Regions from separate parts of the Mus musculus genome. Here region 2 is linked to region 1. A link is a contact called in public promoter capture Hi-C data. All regions are on one chromosome and are shown on one strand. The core of a region is the stretch at or near the end of the contact, and the rest is flanking DNA. Distances in the headings are between cores, read along the strand shown.

Region 1 (4,207 bases), core at 1,603-4,102:
ATTCACAGCTTCCCAGAAGCTGTGAGACCTAGGCAACCTAAAAGGGACAGAAGAGCTGATTCCTTTGAATCAGGATTCAAACTAGATTTTAAACTAGGACTGACTGCAAAGTTCTGTGGGTACACTGAGACGGCAGGTCATCCCTCTTTACTCAGTGAAATGAGATGGGAACAGGTAAGCTAGAATTACTAAGGGAAAAGACAGTTCCAAGTCTGTGCCCACTTGAATTTCTATTTCTCACTCCAATTTCCTATGATTTATGAGATAACACGGCTGACAGAAGTTCAGGAACCTCAACTCATTCATTGTTTTTTCTTTTTCCTCTCGGCAATCTTCCTGCCTCAGCTCCCAAGAGTGGAGAGTCCTGCTGTGAACCATCACACCTGGGTGAACTCTTACGAAGAATCCAGAAATACTTCCTAATTAGCTGCCACAAGAGAGCTGAAATAATATAATTTTAGTCAAATAAGTAAACCTAAATTTAATCAAGCCTCTATATCCATGAACTCATGTACAGGAAAAAACACAAGAACAAATTAAAAGATTAAAGTTATAGTATGCAAGAGAACCACTGGGAAGCTTCGAAAGCCTCCTAATAGTTGGACAGTCAAGGAGAATTGAACTAGCCTCTGGGGGTGGGTCACAGGCCTCAGTACCTGAGAACTTAGTGTGTGATCCAAAGTGCAGCCAAGTTTGAGAACTAAGAAGCTAAAGAGAAGATCCTCTCCCCCCCCCTCAAAGTATCAGTAGAATAAAGCAACTGATGTGAGAATATTGAAAACCCAAGTTCTTCCACAAATAAATGTTATTTTTAAAGAGGAAGCAAAAGGAAGGTGGACTATCATAGATTACAAGGGACAGCAATTCTATACGTACTATGTAGTTTAAATATAGTATGCTCTAACTGTAAAAAGATACTTTTGGGTCAATCAGGAAAGCATGAATGCAATATTAAGGAATTACTATCAATTCTGTTCATGATAGTATGTCTAAATTAAAGCTCCTACTTTATAGCACATTGCTGTACCTGCAGATGAAGGGATCTGTTGTCTTGGCCTCTAGTTAGCTGTAAAAAGAATGAAAGAAAGACAGGGGAAGGAGAGCAGGAAAAGGAAGGAAAAGGGAGGCTGGTAAGGACGGATGGGGGAAAGGCAGGAAAAGCATGACTGAAGAGGACTATAAGATTTATGGCTGAATGGTGGGCCTACTACTGCAGGTGAGATGGAGTTTCTCTCTGATTCACATTCAAATCTTTACTAATGTCATTTTAAATAGTAAACAAAACCTTATCTTCTTTCTTTCCTGAGTACAGGCCAAAGCATTTTGTTGGGATCAAGGAAGAAGAGTAGAGCTGAGGCTAGAAAAATGAACACTGATACATTCTTAATAACGGCTTCACACACTCACGTTTTGTCAGCTTGCCTATCTGGAGTCTCACCAGCTGGGCAGAGTACAAAGGTACAGGATCAGAAGACTGTTTACCAACACAGGCGTTTGCCAAATAAGTAAACCAAAGACAAGGGTTTTGTTTTTGTTTTTGTTTTTTGTTAAGTTACAAATAGAGAAAAGAATGCTTCAGGGATCCCTGTATACCCTCAGGAGGTTAAAGATCCAATTCCTTAAGAAAAAGAAGGAAGATGAAAGGACTTTCAAAGACCACAAGAGGCATCAACTCAATGACCATGGCAAACTGTGTATGGTCAATATTAGCTTTAAAAACCTGCAAAAAGAACAAAGGGTGTTAGTGGGAACTCAGGATCAGATCGACTTATCTCTAATCTATCGCCAATCTACCTATCATCACTTCTAACTATCAGCCGTCCGTGTGGTTCTCACACTGGAGAGGAATCTCGCTGAGGGTCAGAAAGCTGGCAGGTCGGCAGCAATGTCTGCTTACAACAGGGTCCTAATCCTTCGCGGTTAGACGCTCCTCCTGTTTCTCAAGCTCCTCCTCCCACCAAAAAAAAAAAAAAAAAAAAAAAAAGGCATCCCCAGGATTTTAAACCTCTGTGAGCCTGACCATTACAAGACACTACACAAACCACTTTTACTCTTTGCTGTGGGATAGGCTCTTTTCCAGAATGTTCTATTTTCCCTCCTAAAATACAGAAATCATTCATTATAAAGAGAACTGATAAATAGTACTAACATTCAAAAGACAACAGCCAGTACCAAGGCTGATCGATGAAGAGAAAGTGCTGTCCTAGTTAGGAAAAGCAACAGGAATAATAACAGCTATCTTTACACTGTGCAGATTACCCCGTGCCTGGTACTATTTTAAGCACCTTTGCACAAATGAAGCCATTTATTCCTCACAACAATCCAGTAAGTTAGGCGACATCATTATCCCCTAAAATAGCAAAACACAGAAAGGTTAAGGGACTGGGGGGAGAAGTCACAAAGGAGCTGAGGCCAGATTCGACCAAGCAACCCGATTCCAAAGTTCTGGCTCTCTTCCAGTACCCCAGAATAAAGACCTTGGAACTGACCTTGTCTCCAGGAAAAGCAAAACTGTGACGTCTCCCATTTTCAAAGCTTAAGTACAAGACCCGAGAATCCCATCGCCAAACGCCCTGAGACTGACCAGACACCCGGAACCGGCCTGAGGCGAGGCGCCCGAGGCCCTGTCGGGCGCTCGGCCCAAGTGGCCACCGAGTTTATCTTCTCGGCGCCACTAGGCCGCGGAGGAAGATGTTTTGTCCCACCCCCAACCCCCACAAGCAGCCGACCCCTGCGGGAGGACGGTAACAGGACGGGACCCAAACCCACCCGCGAACGCAGCACCTCGTAGCACCCCGCAGTCACAAAAGTGTCGAAAGTCCGACCCCGGGGGGCGGGGCACAGAGCACTTCCGGCTTCTCTAGGCACCAGCGACACTCTATGATCCCCCCCTTCTCCCTCCTCTTAGTGGTTGCTTCGTAAAAAGACTTTTAAAAAGAAATTCTTTTAGCTGAAGTAGCAATGCAACATTTTCTCTCCTCCCTTTACTTCCTCCAGTTTTTTCCGTCCTCTTGGTTGCCTCGTAAAAAGACTTTTAAAAAGAAAAAAATTTTAACTGAAGTAGAATTACATCACTTTCCTTCCTCCCCCTAGTCTTTTCTCCTACCCTCTCACTCTCAAGCTGATAGCCTCTTTTCTTTGTTATTGCTACATTCATGTGTGTTTGTGTATATGTATATATGTTGTATATATGTATGTGCATGAACAAGTATATATCTATATCTATACAGATATAGAGATATCTGTATCTATATATGTACATATTCCACTGGCTAAGTTTTTGTTTTTATATGTTATTTGTGTGCATATGATTTCAAGGTTTCAAGACTGCATTGGACAGCTAATAAGAGGGCTCATCTTAGGGAGAGACTAATTCTCCATTTCCCAGCAGTCAATAGTTGCCAGTAGTTCTTTGGTTTGGGGTGGCACCCTGTGAAATTTTACCCCCTTCCATTGATATTGATATTGTCTATTGATACTGCAATTGTTTCAGTCTTGTGTATGCAGCCATTTCTTGGAGGCTGTTTCACAGCTGACATCCTAGATTTCTTACAATTTTTTTTTTGCCTCCTCTTCCTCCATGTCCTCTGAGCCATAGATGCAGGAGACATGATGTGGATGTATCTGTTGGGGTTGGGACCACCATGATCTGTCAGTCTTTGTTCTGTATCCAATTGGGTTTTTAGTGATGGTCTCTATTCTTTATAAAGAAAAGCATCTTGGATCACAGGTGGTAGCTACATTATCCAGGAAAGATGACTCTAGCACCAAGAGACTTTCAAAATTTGTTTTTTCCAAGGACAACTAAGGGAAGATAGCAAAAGAATGAGCTCCTATATAGCCTTCCTGAAATCTCTGTGATGTCAAGAAAAAGGAAAATTATATGTTCTCTATCGTCATAAAGAAGCCCTAGGGAAATGCATAAGAAAATGTTTGTTTAGAAACTGCATGAAAAGGGAAAATAAAAGTGAGAGGAAATTAAACTATTAATTATAAATATATAACAGTATTTTTGTTTTTGTTTTTGTTTTTGTTTTCCGAGACAGGGTTTCTCTGTGTAGCTCTGGATGTCCTGGAACTCACTCTGTACACCAGGCTGGCCTCAAACTCAGAAATCTGCCTGCCTCTGCTTCCAGAGTGCTGGGATTAAAGTCATGCGCCACCACGCCCGGCAACATATAACAGTTTTCAGGACCATTCTGAATGC
Region 2 (3,924 bases), core at 172-2,671, 380 kb after region 1:
CAAAAAAGGAAATAAAGGAAGAAAGAAAGAAAAAAGAAAAATTAAAGTTTACTATAGTAGAAATAGAAGTCAGTTTTGCTTTGGGTGAGGAAAGATGTACAAGATTTGTACTAGTTTAATAAAGGGCATTAATAAATCACAAATAATTTTATTACTTTGTTTTCCAAAGAAACACAGTCTGGGGTTTTGCTTTGTTTTGTTTTGGACAATAGCAATCTTTCTTAAGCATAATTTATTGGGGCACACCTATAATCCTATCGATTATAACTGAAGCAAGATTAGGATTACAAGGTTTTCCGTGCTACATATTCAAGCAAGTCCAACGTTGAGCACTGGGCTACTTTTGAGTCCTTATCTATAAATAAATAAAATAAAGGAGGCTGTCTTAACAGTACAGAGGCTGGCAAGGCTGCTAAAGAATCCAACATATTTGTTACACATACTCTGGGAATGGTGTACAAAACCGGCAAGCCATATATGGTTAAAAGAAAACCACGTACGTCAGACATATTGACTCAAACTTGTCACAGCATGAAGCTAATTACAAAGGGCCAATGTTAGCACTTAAAAGGGTTCAAGATTGCCAAATTCCAAACCTTGCCCCCCCCCCCAAATAAACACACTAATCAAGTAATGTTCCTTATGAAAGCAATTTGCAGACTTAGGGAACACGCCTGGGGATTTTGCATTAACCAGTAGCACTATATAGTATCCAGAAAGCATGAATCTACAGATTTGCTGTAGGAGCTAACTTCCACACATTTTAGTTGACTGCCACCTTGAAGTCAGGTTGTTTCAAAGGCACATGCCTCTAGATTGTAAACTAACCTCACCTATATTTGAACACCTTAGGAGGATGTAGCACATATGCTCAGATACTGGAAAACATGATAGATGTTGGACCTGAGGTAGGTAAACAGCCGCTTTTTGGTGACAAAGGAGGGGGCTCTGAAAAGAGCCTTTTGTTATTAACAGGTAGGGGAATTACGCCCTCTCCCCGCGAATGCGACGGGCCAGCTGGATGTCCTTGGGCATGATGGTGACACGCTTGGCGTGGATGGCGCACAGGTTGGTGTCCTCAAACAGACCCACGAGGTAGGCCTCACAGGCCTCCTGCAGAGCCATGACAGCCGAGCTCTGGAAGCGCAGGTCGGTCTTGAAGTCCTGCGCGATCTCGCGCACCAGGCGCTGGAACGGCAGCTTGCGGATCAGCAGCTCGGTCGACTTCTGGTAGCGCCGGATCTCGCGCAGCGCCACGGTGCCGGGACGGTAGCGGTGAGGCTTCTTCACGCCGCCGGTGGCCGGGGCGCTCTTGCGGGCGGCCTTGGTGGCCAGCTGCTTGCGCGGGGCCTTGCCGCCGGTGGACTTGCGAGCGGTCTGCTTAGTACGAGCCATCTCAGTACACTAGAAAGTGAATAAAGTGGTGTTGAGATGGAAAAGCCCAAGTATATATATAACAAGCCACCCTTTTGGATTGGACAGTAAACTGCTGACATCATAGTTCCAGACAGGGGATTGGTCCGCGTTTAAACCGAGTAAGGAAAGGAAAAACGTTGCCTACATTTTATATTTAACGTACAAATTTCATCTTTTTACATAACAATTACTCTAGCAACTCCCAGAATTTATCATCTCGAGATAATGTTGGCTTTGGAGGTCAAAAGACCTCTTCGCTATTTATTTAAACAAGAGCACCGTTATTTGGGGGCAGAAATTTAATGGAAAGAAATCTGAAAGGAAAATTAACAAAAAAAAAAAAAAAAAAAAAGTTATTCCTGGAGTCATGAGCACTTCTTACACTTGATTTCGCTCAAAAACTGCTTGCAACACTTTTATGACCGGAAACTTTTAGAAGTTGCAATTGATACTGCCTTTCAGCGGTTGCGATTTTGGCGCGAAAAAAATTCAAAATCAGTGTATCTGCAACTTACTAGGGCTTTGAGATCCAGAAGGCTTTGAGATTCTGTTACTCTTCTACAGCAACACTGTAGGGGACAGGGGCATTCCCAGGTTGGCATTCATTATTTACAAGTTACAAAGTTACACCATTCAAGGTTAAAAGCGAACGCTGGGAATTCACAGATAGCAGCCCCACCCCACCGCCCAACACACACACACTATGTATACAGCTCTAGGAGACTAAGGCAGCCTTTGGAGTAACTCAGCAAGGGGTGATCTGATGATCCTGCTGAGCCAGGAAGACGATGGCAGGCTTGGTGATATTCAGCACATGACTTTTCGGGAGTGCTTGGTGCCGTTTTTTTTACCCAGGCCCTTTCCCCCACTTAATGTGGTCAAATTTGCCAGAAACAAAAGCAATAAGATCAGACAGTAAGCATGTTGTTTTATGAACAGGCTTTTTGCCTAATTGGGAATATCAGGCACAAGCAATATTTACTTGCTGTTTACCAGAGAACCTTACCAAGATTATCAGGAAAAAAGAACTGCTGAAGACGCTCATTTGAAAATAGCTCTATCCACCCCACATTCGGAGCTACCCACAGGTCATCCTTTACGAGTCAGGCGCCTAACCTGCCTTCACTCACAGCGTAGTCTTTGTGCTTGGTTGATGTACTCAGAGCCTAAGAGGGCTGAAGACAAATGTTTCTGACAATGTCAGATGTGCAAAGTGCTTTCTTTATAACAAAAGCTAAACAGCCTGCGAATTAGAATGGTAAAGGTGTATCAGTGTAGTTGAAGCTTAGATGTGCCCCTGAGCTCCCACACTTTGCCAAAATGGGTTGGTTTTTTTTTTCCATATGTAATTATTTGGGAAGGAGAGATTCAAACTCCATCTTTGTGCTGCTTCCCCCTGTGCTTTTCTCAGACTTGCCACATATCTGCTGAAAAGTGATTCCTGTTTTCTTCATTCCAAAATCATTCAAGAATCAGAGTTGTTGCTCCATTATTATTATTATTATTATTATTATTATTATTATTATTTGCAGAGGGAGGAGATAAAAAAAAAACTGGCTCCTGTCCTCTTTCTCTACCCATGGAAAACAACTGCACCCAGACATTCTCTCCATTACATTTACAAAAAAGAGGCACAATGCAGAGGCCAAAGATGACTTTATTGCTAGAAAACCCATTTTAAAGGCAACGGTGTTGCTTGGTTCTTGAGATTCTAGCTGTTTGGAAAGAATTACCAAACACCTTATACTATCTTCTAGAGCAAATGAGTTTTCTCCCATTCTTCTCTTGCAATGTCAGTGATATTTACCTTTAAAATGTGTCAACATTTTTGTTACTCTTGGAAGTAATGCCACCTTTAATTTTAATAGTTTTTGTAAGTATATTGTGAAGTGTCCAAGCTGTCTGTTAATGACTCCATTCTCCGGGGCTTGTAGGTTGTGAGTGGTCTTGGCATCCTGCAGAAAAGCCTCAAGAATCTGCTTTCCTTGCAACAATTACTTTAAAACCAAAAAGCATTCTACTTATGGGAAAAGCACAGGCTCTGTGCACATTATTTGAAATTTTATAACACAAAACACTTGAGTCCTATTCTCTTTTTAATGAAAAGAGATAAAAACAGGAAGAAAAAAGAAGAAAAGAAAAGAAAGAAAAGAAAAGAAACTTCATCTAACTTTAAGCTTGGTACCTGGGACCTGCAAATTGACTTGACAAATGGCATCTTAGCAGGGAGAATGATTTATAAAATATATACAGAGAAAGCTTTGCAGCAAGCAAGCTCAAGAAAACGTAAAAATGAAGTTTACTGGCTCTTTTAAGGATCTGGAGAATAAATACATGGGAAGGTAAATACACAAACTAGTAACAGGAGAGGCTAACCAGCAAAAATCCTCAATGATGGGCATTATTTTTGGTAGGTCAGAGCACAATAATGGAAATTTTTCTTCATGGCATTGTAAAGGGAGACTTCTGTCAAGTGTTTCACCATCCCTGTGTTCAGTGTCATCTTCA

The links. Promoter capture Hi-C pulls out the DNA fragments that hold promoters and counts their contacts.
Region 2: a contact with region 1 is called in a promoter capture Hi-C map of macrophages, with 7 read pairs. The contact joins the promoter of H3c11 here to the promoter of Zkscan3 in region 1. A contact is called at or near these places in 12 of 39 promoter capture datasets (the 3T3-L1 cell line, cranial neural crest, embryonic stem cells and 7 more), 7 of 115 datasets of contacts at active chromatin or transcription factors (the 230-238 cell line, bone marrow-derived macrophages, embryonic stem cells and 2 more) and 2 of 9 other capture datasets (adipose tissue and liver).

Annotation. Positions count from the first base shown.
Region 1 is chr13:21,399,903-21,404,109 of GRCm38.p6, forward strand. It overlaps Zkscan3 (zinc finger with KRAB and SCAN domains 3), which reads right to left and starts at 2,853. Exons shown (of 6, transcript NM_001145778.2): 1 at 2,770-2,853.
Region 2 is chr13:21,781,976-21,785,899 of GRCm38.p6, forward strand. H3c11 (H3 clustered histone 11) reads right to left here and starts at 1,422. Exons shown (of 1, transcript NM_178207.2): 1 at 940-1,422. The coding sequence starts at 1,395. The coding sequence ends at 985.